Linked DNA regions of Pan troglodytes: region 2 is linked to region 1. The links are chromatin contacts, called in public Hi-C maps. All regions are on one chromosome and are shown on one strand. The core of a region is the stretch at or near the end of the contact, and the rest is flanking DNA. Distances in the headings are between cores, read along the strand shown.

Evidence for each region. A called contact is a pair of places that touch in the nucleus more often than the background predicts.
Region 2: a contact with region 1 is called in a Hi-C map of stem cell-derived neural progenitor cells, with 2.8 times the contacts expected there. The contact joins the enhancer-like site here to the promoter of TEAD1 in region 1. A contact is called at or near these places in 1 of 7 Hi-C or Micro-C datasets (stem cell-derived neural progenitor cells), 1 of 1 datasets of contacts at active chromatin or transcription factors (stem cell-derived excitatory neurons) and 1 of 1 other capture datasets (stem cell-derived neural stem cells).

What each region holds. Positions count from the first base shown.
Region 1 is chr9:16,829,526-16,833,318 of NHGRI_mPanTro3-v2.0_pri, forward strand. It overlaps TEAD1 (TEA domain transcription factor 1), which reads left to right and starts at 1,921. Exons shown (of 13, transcript XM_054662118.2): 1 at 1,921-2,335.
Region 2 is chr9:16,958,076-16,961,868 of NHGRI_mPanTro3-v2.0_pri, forward strand. All of the region lies in intron 2 of TEAD1 (TEA domain transcription factor 1), which reads left to right. Among named protein-coding and RNA genes, the nearest start is that of TEAD1, 130 kb to the left of the region's middle. Within about 2 kb of position 1,731, at least 7 of the 24 cell types and tissues checked have an H3K27ac peak or open chromatin away from gene starts, as enhancers often do. A contact at or near this core is called in stem cell-derived neural progenitor cells and stem cell-derived neural stem cells, where this site is marked.

The DNA.
Region 1 (3,793 bases), core at 671-3,170:
TTATGTGTTTTCTAACACATTTCCAAAAACCAGTGCCAAGGTGGTTGGGTTCATTACTGTGAACCTCACTGTATTACCTTATCATTGCCTATGAATTAGAAATAAAATGCACTTGTACTTGACTGTGGTGGTACCTACACAAGTCAGGAAATTGCATAGACCTAAATACAGGCACGTACGAATACGTACAAGTAAGACTGAGGAAATCTGAATAAGATGGGTGGATCGTATCAATGTCAATATCCCAATTGTGATACTGTATTAGAGTTTTGGAAGACATTACCAGTGGGGAGAACTGGGCAAAGTGAACAAACGATTTATTATTATTTTTTACAACTGCCTGTTACTCCGATTACTTCAAGAGTTGAAATTAAAAATGTATTAATAAGACTGGGTGCAGTGGCTCACTTTTGTAATCCCAGCACTTCAGGAAGCCGAGGCAGGAGGACAGCTTGAGCCCGGGCGTCTGAGATCAGCCTGGGCAGCATGGTGAAACTGCATCTCTACAAAAAAATTTTAGAAATTAGCTAGGCGTGGTGGTGCGTGCCTGTAGTTCCAGCTATTCGGGAGGCTGAAAAGGGAGGATGGCTTGATTCCAGGGAGTCGAGGCTGCAGCGAGCCCAGATCGCACCATTGCACTCTAGCCTAGGTGACAGAGCAAGATCCTGTCTCCAAAAATAAAATAAAAAAATAATAAAAATTAAAAAAAAAGGAAAACAATGTATTAGTAAAAGTTATGTTTTGTAGAAATGTGTTGCAGTCAGTCACAGTCTAGTCTCCTCAGTTACCCACATATAGGGATATAGGGATTCCTCGGGCACAAAATATGTTGTTATTTAATCCTGAGGCCTCAGCTGGAAAAGAGAGCCAAGTGCCTAGAACGAATGAGGTCCACTGTGCGGGAACTGCTTTGCAGTTTGTTAAATAATTATAACAATCACCCGAAACTTTAGACGGTTCTGTCCCCAGTGGGTCGATTTTACCCGTTTTCTGATTTACCGACTGGGTCTATGTCACTTTTGCGTCACTACCTCCAATGGCAGGGTTAAAATGATTCCTTTAATAATGAAATGAAGTTTCTCAATAAAGAAAGGGCTAACTTAAAGTCGCCGGATGCAGCATTTTAAAGTTTAGGAAGTTACTTTTGAAAAGTACAACCGGCAGAGATGAGTGAACTTAGTTTTTTAACTGACTTGGAGAAGACCTTGCTAGCAGGGCAGGTTTATTACGAACTCTGTAATTATCCTTCTCTGCTAGGCTAAAGGTTTTCCTTTCCCAACCGTAAGACAGATTTCGACTTGAGTGAGAGCTGTGAACTTTTATAAAAGTGAAAGGGAAGAGAAGAAATGGCAGGCTGGGAATCTGGCCCGGAGACGGCGTCCACCGCGCTCGAGAGCAATAATCTGCATCACCAGAAAGGCAACTTCTCTACCCTACACTTGCAGACTTCCGCGAGTCCGGGAGCACTCAACGCAGTCACCCGCGCTTCCGCGTCCCGGACTAGGGAAACTGAGGCACGGTAGGCGCGTCGCGCATAACTCCTGCCTCGGCGCCTGCCCCCTGGAAGGAACCCAGGCTTCCAGAGTTCTTCGCGCGAGCGCAGGGACTTCCAAGCCGCACAGCTCCCGTCCGCCCCGCCCCGCCCCGCCCCGGCTCGGGACAAAGCCCGGAGCCCGCGCCGGGAGACGGAGGGCGGCTCCCGCGCGAGCCACGCTCCCCCGTGGGCGCGAGACTCCGCCCAGCTGCCGAAAGCCCGCGCCCCAACGGCGAAGCAGCCGCGCCGGTCCGCCCCGATTCCCCATGACGTCACCGGCGGCGGCAGGCCCCGCCTCCAGCCCCGGGCGGCAGGCCGCATGACGTCACCGAGGCCCCACCCCTCCGGAGCGAGTTCGGTCCTGGCGTTCATTTCATTCCTGTCCTCATTCCGAACATTCTTAGCATCGCTCGCGCCGCGCCGCGCCGCCTGAGCCGAGCCGAGCCTCTGCTGCCGCCGCCGCGGCCCCGCCGCCCGCCGCGGGCGCCCACCAAGCACTTTGCAGACTCGCTTCCACCCTGCGGGCCATTCCACGCGGCGGGGCCCGGGCCCGGGGCGGCCGCGTCCAGGGACAGGCCATGCAGTGACGCCCCCCCACCCCTCCACCTTTGCCCGGAGCGCGGGCAGCAGCCCAGCGCGCCAGCCGGCCCCGGGGCAGGAGCGGTGCTAGGCAGGGGTGGGGTGGCCGGGCCCAGGGACCGGGAGCCGGGGAGGGAGCCGGGCACCGAGCAGAGGGCGGGGGAAGCGGCGCCGAAGTTTGCCTCGGACTCGCCGGGCGCTGCGGCGGCTCCCTGGGCCGAGGTAAGTTGGCGCGCGGGGCGGATGCTGGGGTGCGGGGGGCGCACGGGGCAGCGGGGGGCCGGCGGCGCGTCCCTCGCGGGCCGCTCTTTCTTTGCGGGCTCTGCTTTGTGTGCGACGGCGGGCGGGCACGCGGAGGGCCGCGGCCGGGCCCCCACACCCGCCTCCCCGCGCCCCCTCCGAGGTGAGCGGCCGGGCGCCGCCGCGCGACTTGCCAGGACGCCAAGTTGGGCCGCGCGCTGGGAGCCCGCGCGGCAACAGGCGGCCCCCGGCGGCGGCCCTGGAGGCGCCCGGCCGGCCGCGCCGCGCCCCCCGCGCGCCCCCTCTCCCGCCGCCTGCACGCGCACACACGCACACACTCTCGGGCGCCTTGGACGGGGTGCGCTGGGGAGCCAGAAGTTCGGAGCGAGCGCGGGCGGGCAGAGCCGCCGCCTCGGAGCCCGGAGCCGGCCCGCACCCCCCTGCTTTCGCCGCCGTCCCCCGGCGCCGGGTACCCCCGAGGCCGGCCCGGGTCTGCGCAGACTTGTGCCGCTGGCGGGGGGTTCGCTCCTTCTTCTCAAAGATGAAAAAGGGCACGGTCGTCTTTGCCGCTTCTCCAGGACTGTTGCTGCCGCTGCCGCCGCCGCTTCATTGCACATTCAAGTGGAAAATTTTCAGGAGTCAGCAGAAACATTGTGTCCAAAAAAGACTGAGTCGCAGTTACCACCAAACCCAGGAGGAGACTCTCCCTGGAAAACTTCCCTTCCCTTTCGGTAGGAAATACTGGGGGATTTGTTTGTTGATTGGAAGAGAAATGATCCCCGGGGGGGAGAAAATCTGGGTACACTTCTAGTCTTTGTTCGTAACAGCAACACTTGTTTTCAAAAGTCCAGAGTCCCGCTTTAAAGAAAGTTCAACTTCTGTGACTTTTCTTCTTTTTAAAAAAATAACGTTTGTATTTTTAAAAAATCAAAGCAATATTTTTAATGAGTCGAAAACAATGAGGGCTCACACCTCCCCTCTCATGAAAATAAATGAAATCCAGATCAGAATTTTCTTTGCTTTTAAATTGCCTTTTTTAAAAGATTTATTTAAAGTTGGATAGTGTCACTATGTAAAAATATTTATGAAACAATGAAATACCAGCCACCAGCGTTTCTCAGGAGGCTTGTTAACTTCTTAGAAGCAAGTGGCTTCCTGTGATTTGCAGAAATGAAAATTGACCTCAGTGAGCCCTGGAAACTTAGAGACAGATGATGTTCCAGGAGCAGGGAATGTAAAAAGGCCATGTTTAAAAACAGTGCCTTGGAAGGAGCCCAGGTCTTGGGATAGAAAGGTCTGTTAAGCCTGCCACATTTCAAAGTAGTAAAAAGAAATACTAAAAACACTACACGTATTGCAAAGGAGCAGAACCTTATCAATTCACAACAACCACAGATTTCTTTCTGCCCGCTTTCCACCTTGGTTGTTTTTGGAAGTTCA
Region 2 (3,793 bases), core at 481-2,980, 130 kb after region 1:
GAGTGAGATGTCCCTGGGCAATGGCTGATGAAATTTAACCCAGGCAGGGAGGGGCTTGGGCTGAAAGCCTTATTAAAAAGCTGCCATCTGCAAAGCAAGAATTTAACTCCTTGGTTTCACAAGAAAAGAGTAAGTGTAGCCTAGAAATTGGGGCTGGATTTGAAAATTAGCCCCAATTCTGCAATTTTCACCGCAATAAAAGCTTCTCCAGTTATACATGGTGATTGGTCTTGATGGGCTATTGTGGACAGAGGAGGGTGCTAGGTTGGGGTGGACGGGGCCACAGCTCAGACTAAAAATCCCCTTTTCTCTCTTCATGAGCTTGGCTGCAGATGTAGAAACTAGAGCTAACAGCAGTTTTACCTCATCTTAAAGAAAAGTAGTAAATTAATGGAGGCTTTAATTAATTGCTATGATCTGTTGAGTACTTACTATAGGCTAAGGGCTGTAGGGAACACTTTAATTCACTGAATAATGTCAGTAACTCTGTGAAATAGATATTAGTGGCCTATTTTGCAGATGCACAAACTGAAGCTCAAAGGGGTATTTCACAGATAGTGCAGTACTGAGTTGGAGCCTTGGTTTGAACCTGAGCGTGTCTGCTTCCAAAGCCCATGCTCTTAGGTGGATTTTCAGTGATGCCAGAAGATGGTTGGACTTTCCTGAAGATGTTTATGTGCATTGTCGCCACAGAGTCAAACCAAGAATTGTATTGTTGTATTTCATTCAGAATCATAACATGCTTAATCCAGATGATGCCTCAGATGATGAAGGTGGGTTGCCCACAGGCTGTACTGATTGGTGATTCTTAAGAGTGTAAAAAAAGGAAATCACTTGATTTTGTTGTGGGGAGGCAGAATGTATCACACAATAGCTTGGTTGAGTTTGGCTTAATGTAGATATGTTTAATGTAATTAGACTGAGGGCTGAAATGGGCACCTTCAGGTCACTGTGGAGTGAGACAGAGCCCTCACTAGATTTTTGAGTCACTTGAGGTGGTTATGCCAAGCCCTGTTCACATTTCACACTTGAGTTTAAGTATTTGTGAAGGGAATATAGATCTTTGGTTTGAACTAGATATAGCTCAAAGGTTACCCATTCAGAACAGAGCATTTCAGCCTCAGGGCACCTACTTAGCCTCTAAGATGAGACCACATCTGAACCAGCCAAGTCAGCCTGGGATGAGGTTGGAGGAGAAAAATTCATGTGATAAGTCAGATTACAATGAACTTTTTTGTTATTATTTTTTGAGTGACCACAATGTGTGTGGGACTTCGAAATATGGAATAATGATGGGTTTTATTATTTCTTTTTGAGAAAAATCCAGTCACTTTTTTTTTAACCCGAGGAAGATGAATCCTGAAGAAAGGGAGATTTATCTCTGCCCTTTGAACTTAAAGCCCATAAAGTAAAATATATAGTTTAAAACAATTACATGTTCCCCTCATCTCACCGCCGCCCGACCCTTCACAGATAGTGTTTGACAAAACACTATTTAGGAAAGTGCCTGACTGGTGGTGGAGGGGCCTTGCTTCCTGTGAATCTGCATTCCCTGTGCCACTTGCTTCCTGCCCTGAGAGGTACTGGTGGCCAGGTGTTATGAATCCAGGTCAAGATGAAGAAAACACACTTTTGTCATTTCTTCAGGCATGTGGCCGACCCGACCGGGTCTCAGGTATTCCAGATATGAGCGATGTGCCGATTGCGCAAGGCTGGAAGCATTGCTCACTCGGAGATACCGAGGCCTGCTTGCCCCGAGCCCTTTGTTCTCCTGGTTGAAAGCAGTTAATTAGCAACTGTCTCCATAGCAACACCCTCATAGTCCAAAAACATTGTCTAGTTTTTCAGTTTAGCTTATCACACTGTTTACCTGAAGGGCTTTTCACTGCTCTGAGTCTCATTTGAGTTGGCGGCATGCCTGTTGGGGAAGTGAATTGTCAAGATAGAAAAAAACACCATGGTAGCAAGAAGCCGAGGAGACTTCTCTCTACCCAGCCCAACCCGGGCCCTGGATTCTGGGAAAACAGAAGTTGCGCCTGCCTAACATTTTCACCTGTATTTTTTTTTTTGTTTTGCCATAAAACTGCTGTTCTCTCCACCAAGCCCTGAATTGTGAGGATTTTGCCCCCCTTTCCCCGAGAGGCTTTCTAAGCTCTTTAATATTCCCTGTTTATAGTACATTTCCATGATTAGTCATCTTGAAACCCCGAGTGTTCTCAGCCCCTGTACGTTCGAGGAAATTTTGCTTCCCTGAGGGTCTTGGCATTTCCAAAGGCCCTTGGATGAAGGATTATGAGTCTGAATGTGAATTAGTCAGAGCAGCTTTGTTTTTAGGCATAATGAGGAAAGGCTTCTCTTTCTTGGTTTAAGTTGATTGTTTGTGGGAAGAAGGCAACTTCAGGTGGCTTGTTGGTAAAATAGGAAAGGGAACTGTAGCTTCTTTATAAGTCGTGCAATGAAGATAATTTTCATAGCTGTCATGGACTGAGTGCAGTCTGTGTGGCCCTCCGTGCCAGCTGTGTGGCCCTCCTCTGTGCCTGCTGTGTGGCTCATGGTGCCAGCTGTGTGGCTCTCCGTGCTGGGACGCTTAGGAGCTTTTATCTCACATCTGCAATGGGAAGACGGGAGGCAGATGGGAAAGAAGACTGCATTTCCTGAATGCCTACCACATTTCAGTCGCTGAGCCAGACTTTCACAAAATGAGGTCTCCTGTATCCTTCACAGCAAACCTGCTAACGAGGCCCTATTAAGTATTTTAAAGATGGGAAACTGGGGTTCCAAGGAGTCGTTGCCTGCCCAAGGTTGTGGAATTCTAATCTAGACCTGTTGGTTTACAGGACACCAACTCTTGTCCTGAAGCAGCGTTGTGGATTTGGTGGTGGAGTTAGGCGGTACGTATCACAGATTGCAGGGCTCTGGGAGACTTTTGCCAAAGAGGTTAGTTAGAATTTGGTGGTGTACATGTGTAATTAGATCCCTAAGTATGTCTCAGGAAATCATGAAGCTTAGGTCCAGTGATAAAATAGTAGAATTTAATTTTGAGGCACATGTGCCAGAGCTTATTTACCCAAACAAATGTAATTCTCTTTGAAGTATTAACTTGGAAAGACTGTGCCTTGTGATATTTCCATTCTTCAGACCTTTTTAAGGAAACTTTATGGGAGCAAGTGCTTTCCCAGCTTGCAAAATACAGCTTTGAATGCATTCAGCAGACCATTCTTGAGCATTTAACTCCCCTTAATATGGGCAGAGAAGTATGGCTTTTCCCTAGTGGTGATCCCTTGGACCTAGCATGGGTTCACTAAGAACAAGTCACCCCAGGCTAGCTTCTTTTCTTTCTTTGAAAACCTTATTAAGCAGAAAACTATAGTTGATACGATGCATAAATGAGACCTTTGATCTGCTTTTTAATTTTATCTACTGTGTTGAAAATAGAGACATAGTCTGAGCTGAATGCAAGAACTATGGTCTGAACTGCCCCTTAGTTAATACCTAAGAGTGACAAACATGTGTTGTAATGGGAGATCAGTACTATGTGATTTTTGTTGACTGTGCGATCACAGTAAGTTTGTGATGTGGCTTCTGCAGAAGCAAGTGTTACCTCGGAGTGTGCAGATAGAGGAGGATGCATACCATGTTAGAACACACCTGGAGCCAGGGGTTCTGTTTTCCTTCCTTCGCTCCCTACCTCTCTCCACTATACTGTATGCCAGGTACCTTTCTATGTGTTGGGATGCAAAGGTGGACAAAAGAAAGCCCCTTTAGAGAGAACGTAAAAACTAGGGTTTCTTCA